2 separate regions of the Gossypium hirsutum genome follow, and region 2 is linked to region 1. The links are chromatin contacts, called in public Hi-C maps. All regions are on one chromosome and are shown on one strand. The core of a region is the stretch at or near the end of the contact, and the rest is flanking DNA. Distances in the headings are between cores, read along the strand shown. Region 1 holds the start of LOC107896544 (tobamovirus multiplication protein 2B). Region 2 holds the start of LOC107935189 (RING-H2 finger protein ATL29).

The links. Hi-C and Micro-C count contacts between places; a contact is called where the count stands out from the background.
Region 2: a Hi-C map of leaf shows a contact between it and region 1, with 2.7 times the contacts expected there. The contact joins the promoter of LOC107935189 here to the promoter of LOC107896544 in region 1. A contact is called at or near these places in 3 of 34 Hi-C or Micro-C datasets (all in leaf).

Annotation. Positions count from the first base shown.
Region 1 is chrA09:80,155,687-80,159,353 of Gossypium_hirsutum_v2.1, forward strand. LOC107896544 (tobamovirus multiplication protein 2B) reads right to left here and starts at 2,054. Exons shown (of 4, transcript XM_041077072.1): 1 at 1,753-2,054; 2 at 754-818; 3 at 220-310; 4 at 1-80. The coding sequence starts at 1,902. The coding sequence ends at 33.
Region 2 is chrA09:80,483,098-80,486,764 of Gossypium_hirsutum_v2.1, forward strand. It overlaps LOC107935189 (RING-H2 finger protein ATL29), which reads right to left and starts at 1,589. Exons shown (of 1, transcript XM_016867756.2): 1 at 705-1,589. The coding sequence starts at 1,589. The coding sequence ends at 705. It also overlaps the pseudogene LOC107935209.

The sequences.
Region 1 (3,667 bases), core at 804-3,303:
ATGGCTGAGAGAACAGTAGTATGGCTAGGAACTTAAGGTGGTGATCCAACCTCGGGATACTGATGTGCCTGCTGAGATTCCTGGGATAAAACGGGATTCAAGAAAGAGAAAGCAACTGAAAACTCACAACTTTTAAAGCATTTTCCGAGCAATTACTAGTTACATATTTTTATATATGTGCAAAGGCACAAACACTGAAATGTGCAAGAGAGGCCATACCGCTCGTGAGAGACGTGATTGAGACAGAGAACTAAGCTGGCTGCTTTCCATATTTTCTAGTAACTGAATTACCGTTTTCAGATGTGGAACACTGCAAAATGAGAAACTAAAATGAGCCAAGAAAAAGGGAAACATAGTTCTATAGCTCAGTGATAACAGGCAACAAAGGGAATTCACTACTTTTCTGCACAAGACTATAATTCACGGTATAGTCAGTTGAAAAAGATGGATCTATCTACCAAATTAAGTAAATGGCTTCTTAATTGAGTGGCATTAACAAATGTCTACTTCACATTTAGGGTTTAAATACCATCTTGTGGAACATCTCTTGTACACGTGTCAGCAAGTTTACATCATTCCTAAATCCTAAATTAAATTACCAAACCTTTTTCCCTGACATGTAATCTACGATAACACAACAACTTAACAACTTTCTTGCAAGTAATACTGGCTCACTGAATGATGCCGAAAACTACATGCCATGCTCAAACAGACTATAACTGACGGTACACCCTTGATGCACAAGATTTCAACCTTTGTAATCCATTATCAATATGAGCATCAAGTGATGAAATAGCCCTAGGCATCAGCTCTAACATCTGCATTCAATGAAACAGAGAAGACAGATCAAATTACAAAAGTTTGCAATTGATACTGTGTGTAGGTATATTTATTATAGCTTGGAAGTGTCATATACCTGCCCTGTATTTTTTATTGTAGGAGTTTTGGCCAACAGATTTTTAGGAAGTTTCATCAATTGGGTCTGTAGATACAAAGTAATCAAAGATATCACGGTGAAAAAAAAATTGAAAGATGGATTCAAGTGGCACAGGCACATCAAAAACCACGTAAAAGAAAGTTATCTTTCTCTAGGCAAGAGTTTCAGGAGCTCTTAACTGAGTTTGCAACGTTGGAAGACCTATATGATAAAATATGGATAGGATTGTATGAAGGCAGATTCTTCAAGGAGTCTGTCAGATTACTGTAATTTACGATTTTGCTCCCTGCCTGTGGTTAAACTAAAAATACTATTCTAAATTATACCTCAAACGAGAGCTAGACCTGAAAACTGGTCAAATTTTAAGAAAAAGAAATAGTATGAATCAAACATAACAACATTTGTAGATTATGCCTATTGTCCACATCAATGAACCTATATATATATATGCTAATGATACAAAAGAAGCTGTTTTTCTTTTGAGCAAAACTAAGGCCAAAATTTAAAAAAAAAAAAATCAAATGATGATCAGCTTTTGTCTGCTAACATTAACCCATAAAAGTTATCATTCTCTCAGTATCAATCTAACAAAACCCAACCCAAAAATTCAGTACTTTCATCTCCAGCTAAGAATCTAAGGCACCCCATACTTAAGATCAAACTATGACATCCAAAGGGGGAAAAGAAAGAGGTAATTTTTCTTTGTCTTTGGGCAAAGAGAATTGATTAAGATATTAAAATTCACAATCAGAAACAGGAAATTAAATGGTTTGTTAGATAGCTTATGCCAGTATTAAATAAGAAAAAGAAAATACCCGAGAAGGAGAAGACTGTTGCATGAGATGAAGGAGATTAGAGGTGGACAGTACGGCCTGGGAAATCTGTTCATTCACTGTTGATTTTGCTGTTCCTTCTCTGCTATTCGTCCCCGTCACGGTTCGACCTCCCCTTCCAGCTGTTGCCATTTTCTTCAACAAACCAGAAACCTCACAACAAAGCCTAAAGAAAACAAAAAAAATATGTACTCCAATTACTTCTGTTGTTAGGAGATAAAGCCCAATACGAGTCTCTGAGCCCACTCTAGCCTTGGAGCTTTTCCATTTTTGAAGAAGCAAATACCCATTTTCAGCCCAGGAACAAGGAGATTATTTACGTTACAAATGTTATCTTCGTCTTTGCTTTGATTATATAAGATTCATACCCTGAAAACAGTTTCTTCGTGGTGAAAATTCTATCTTTTTTTTCTTTTCTTACAGGTTACTTTATTAATGGCATTTAAATGACCAACATTCTCTCTTACGTTAACCTGCAATAAATACACAATCCCTTTAACTTGTCTAATTTTGTAACATATACCACCATTACTGAAAGCTCCTTCAACAATTTTAACAACTAGTATAAATTTCCAGCATAAAACCCATGCAACAAAACAAATCTATCCTTTGTTCCAATAAACCTGAATGGGTTATTTTAAACAGCAGCAGCAGCAGCAGCAGCAGACCCTTTTGCTTATCCTAGCATTGGCATTTGCCATAGCTATCACACCAGCTTTGTCGGTTGTCGGATGGGATGAAAGACACATGCCAGACCCAAGGGTGTGTTGGGCACAAATCAACAAAGCAAATGGATGCGAGCATGAAATCTATGCGTCCTTGGTTAAAAAGAAGATAAAGCTCAGCTATGGATGCTGTGAAGCGGTTCAGGGTATGTCGAGCAAGTGCAAGAATTGGATGTTTAATCATGGAAGGTTCAGCCCTGAGTTTGGTGATCAAATTAAAGGGTATTGTGCTACTTTGGGCGTCACTCTTCCACCCAGTTATCGAATTTATTACCCTGACAAAACTCCCCCTGGTCATATTGGCTATGGAGGTTAAAGGATTTTTGAGTAATTGTTTAAGAGCTGAAAAATATAACCAATCTTGTTTAACAAGGAAGAAGAAGGGTTTATTTTTAGGAAGCAGAGATGAATAAATTCACCTTTATATAAAAGGGTGACACGTTAAAATTTAAATACTAGTATAATAATTTCGTGATTCTTTTTGTTAGTTCATTAAATTTGGTGAATTGAAGATGATGAAATATTCGAGTGTAGATGATATATTTTATAATTTTATTTTTATTTTATATTTTAGAAAAGTAAAAAATGCATTATTATATATTAATTTTAATATAAACTACATTATCTAAAGTTGACCTGTATAAGGTTCAGGCTATCTTTTAGGCTCGAAAGTACGCCCAAAATTTAAGAAGATTTGAATAAAAATATTATATCCGAAAAATAAGTTTGGATAAAAAAATTAAACACATTTAAAATATAAAACTAGACTTGAATTTGAACAATTAAAGTCTAAACTTAGCTCAATTCATTTTTAAATTTATAATACTTTATATTATATAATTTAGAACACATTAAAAAAATAAATTTATGCTAAATGTATAATACTACTCTACTATAAACATTAAAATAAAGTTGACCATATAAAAAATTTAATAAAATAAAAATATATAAAATTATTAAATATTAAAATAATATAATATAAATAATTTTTTAATAAATAGATGAAAGTAAAATAAGTTTAAGTTAATTTTTTATAAATAATTTAGCTCGACTTAGATTTCTATTACAAAATAAGCAAGTTAATACCTATACTATAAAAAATATAAAATTATTTTTTATCTTTATTTTAAGGAAAAAATTATTTTCTATCTTTAACGAAGAAAAAAACTAAA
Region 2 (3,667 bases), core at 339-2,838, 330 kb after region 1:
TGGCTCACGGGCCCTAGATTCTCGTACACTACTGTTTTACAAGGAAAGCTTAACATGTGCTTGACAACCCATTCTCTGCAGCATATACAATTGGAAGATCATCATTTGACTTGCCAATGATCATACAAATAAAGGAACATATGTGAGAATCAGTGGAGTAGACTTTTAATTAACAGCTTAGGCTTAGGTTCAAAAAAACCAAGAGCCATTAGAGTTCTTTTGAGCACTTTCATGATCACTGTAATTAGATGAAATGGCCATAAAAGAGAGAAACACAAGAGACAAAGAAACACAGGGAAGGGAGCTGTCGCCTTATCTGGTGAAGAAGACTGATGGTCCGATTTGTCAGCCATATTGCAGGCTAATCCATGTGACTCTTTGGTGATGGTATGTATAGTTACAATGATGTCTGCAATGCTTAGTGAAACGTTTAACTGGAATGTAATAAAATCCTTTCACGATATAATTGGCTTTCCTCTCAACTATTGTTCTTAAGTTCAAATATTTACACACCTCTGAAACTACAAAACTACATATACCATACCCATCCACATATAATCTAGTGATAAAAAAATTAGATAGATGAAAGTTCACAATGAATTCGTTTATTTTTTTTTCCCCTGAGTTTATTGAAATAGGAAGGCATGAGTTCAAATTCTATTTAGAATATCCTAAGATAATTGAAGAAAGGAGCCTACATCAACTTATACTTTATCTAAGTCACCTTGAAGTGACTCTGATGTTTCACCTGAAGCTGCATTTTTGGAATTCAAGGGGCTTGTAAAATCTCTAAATGATATACAACTTATTGCAGCTTTATGTCCCCTTAAAATTTTTATTTTGACATGGTCAAGCAATCTTAGAGTATATTTATCATCTTCTTCTCTAGTTCTAAATATGGAGTGGCCTGTGGAATTTGACCTAAAAAATCTTTCCACTCCTTCACGTTTCTTGTGATGTTCTTTTGTGGTTGAAGAGCTTTGAGCTTCATCAGCTTTCTCCTTGTTATCTTCTTTAATCTCAATGCAAACAGCATTTTGTAGAGGACTTTGATTTGCCCCAATTTCATGCATGGAATTACTCTGAAGCAGTACAGGAGATTTCTCTAACGATTTCCTAGGCACGTCTAGCTCGCCACGACAAACCGGGCATGTTTTATTCGATTCAAGCCAAAGATCAACACATTCTTTATGGAAAACATGGAAACAAATCGTCAAAAGTCGAAGCATATCGTCATCTACGAACTCCCCCAAACAAATAGCACATTCTAGGCCGTACTTTTCGCGACGAAACTCTTTGACGGTCGAATAATAGAACGTCGGGAAAGCTTGTACTAGTTCAGGATCAAGACCATTGCTTTTATTTGCTGTATCTTCTGGGGCAGCAGCAACCACAACATCTGCAGCAGTGTTAGCCTCAATGTTCCTATTACTTGCAATATATTCAAGGAGACACTTTAAAAAGTGTACTGTGAAGAAACCAAATAAGAATGAAAGGAGGAAAATTACTGTTATGATTACAGGCACCGGGGGATTGTAGGCTGATGATGTTGAGGGTGGATGAGCAACATTAGAAGAATATGTTGACATTGAATAAAAATGGTAGCATATACCATTGGCTAGACTGTGTTAACTTTTCTTTTCTAGGAGATGAGATCAGTAATCCTTTTTTTTTTTTTTTTCAATTTTTCTTTGTTATAGGAGTATGAACAAGCGATTGGTAACCTTAATTTGGAAAGGTGATGCTTGGCAAATGGTAAAAATGCGGGGTTATTGAACGAGTCCTTACGAGAAGGATTTGGATCTTATGGCTGAATCCTGTTATATTTGCCCTTAATTTCCTCTGATGACTACGATATGTTGGAACTATAAATATGGTGAGTCTTGGATATAGACCATCTAAAAGCTTAAAATTTGTGACACATGCTTAATTCTAGCCATTTCTTTTGAAAGCCATATCTTGCCTTCGACAATTATTTAGTAACAACCCTTGTGTCCTAATAAATTCTTGTTTCTTAAGGTGAATTACCTCAATTAACATATTGAGTAAATTTTAGCATTGTGAACCTTGTTCTCCGTGGTAAATTTGTACAAACATTTGACAAGATGTCCATTGATAATGATAAGCTTCTAAAAATGGATATACAATCTGTACAGACACTGAAGAGTAGTATTATTACTGACAATGAATTTTAGAAATTGAAACAGATAACAACTTCTCCCCAACTTTTCTTATATCCGTCTTCCTATACAGACTTAACCTGGGAATGGTTAAAGCAAATAATACAATGCATGGCAAAGAATTTGATGATTGGCACAGTAACACCTTATCCGATCAGCATGTTTGGTATTGGATGCGGATTCCGTTTAACCCGAGAAGCAGCAGCAGCACATTGCATTTATTTGATGCTAGCCTATACACAAGCTCAGGTGCTAGGATGCTATAATTTGGGCTTGCTCATTAGCGTAGGCGTGACAGAGACAACCCCTATAAGGAAAAGAGTGGCAATTGAGTTGAAGTTGTAAAGATCCCCCACCGATTGCAATTCTCCGAGAGCTATTCCTGCCTGCATGCAGAAGAAACATGCAACCACAAGTTATTTAAGTATCAAGATTGTATTCAAGGGATGTGCTCTGCCATGTCAGTCTAACAGCTTAACATGCAAATTTCACATGGAAGTCCAAAGTAAAATACCCTGACAGTTAAGAAAGCAGCAGGAATAAGTCCAATGAAAGTTGCCATGAAGAAAATATGGTAAGGCACATCGACAATAGGCGAAGCAACATTAATGAATGTGTTCGGCAAAGTTGGAGTAAGCCTCAAAAAAAGCATATAGTTCAACAGGCTTTCTCTTCTTTGAGCCACCTGCAAGCACGAAAAGCCGATAAAGCTTATTATACTTTTTAGCTCGATGTAAGAAAAAGACAACTTACTGAACAAGGAGTTGAAATCACCTGAGCTTGGAAGAAGCTCAGCTTGTCAGGCCAAAGGGAAATGACAAGGGGGCGTCCAACTAATTTCGACAGGAAATAGCATGAAGAAGCTCCGGCAGTGGCGGTGATCACAACAAGAGCTACACCTTTCAAGACTCCAAACAATGCTCCAGCGAGCAATGACATGAAAACAGTTCCCGGAATCATGAAAGTTTGCATGAAAATGTAGACTGCACAATACCCCACCAAGACTTGTAGGGTGTAGTCACTTGTGTAGATTTCAAGGTGATCTCTACAATGATACATTGTACAAAAACAATCAATGCATATCAAAGCAACACAAACGACAGAACAAAAGACTGATAACACAGGGATTAGGATAAGCCAATGAGAAGAAAAATGTTTTAATTGTGAACCTGGAGAGCTCAAATGATCAGAGCATGATAGTTCATTTCATTGTATACCCTCTTTAACCAAATGCATTTTCTCACCAACTATCTCTTTAAAGCAAATATCTAACCATCTCACATAATCGAATCAAACTTAGCATTAACCAATAAATATTGCCCCACATTATTCTATGGTATTCTTAGTTCTCTAAGGACTTGAAGTTCTATTCTCTGCACCATTGATCCTAATGAGCTGAAGTACATTGCAGTCCAGTCCAAAATTCATTCATTTGTTGCCCAAATTCATTATAAGAAAAAACGAAACTAAAAAGGCTTCAATTGCTT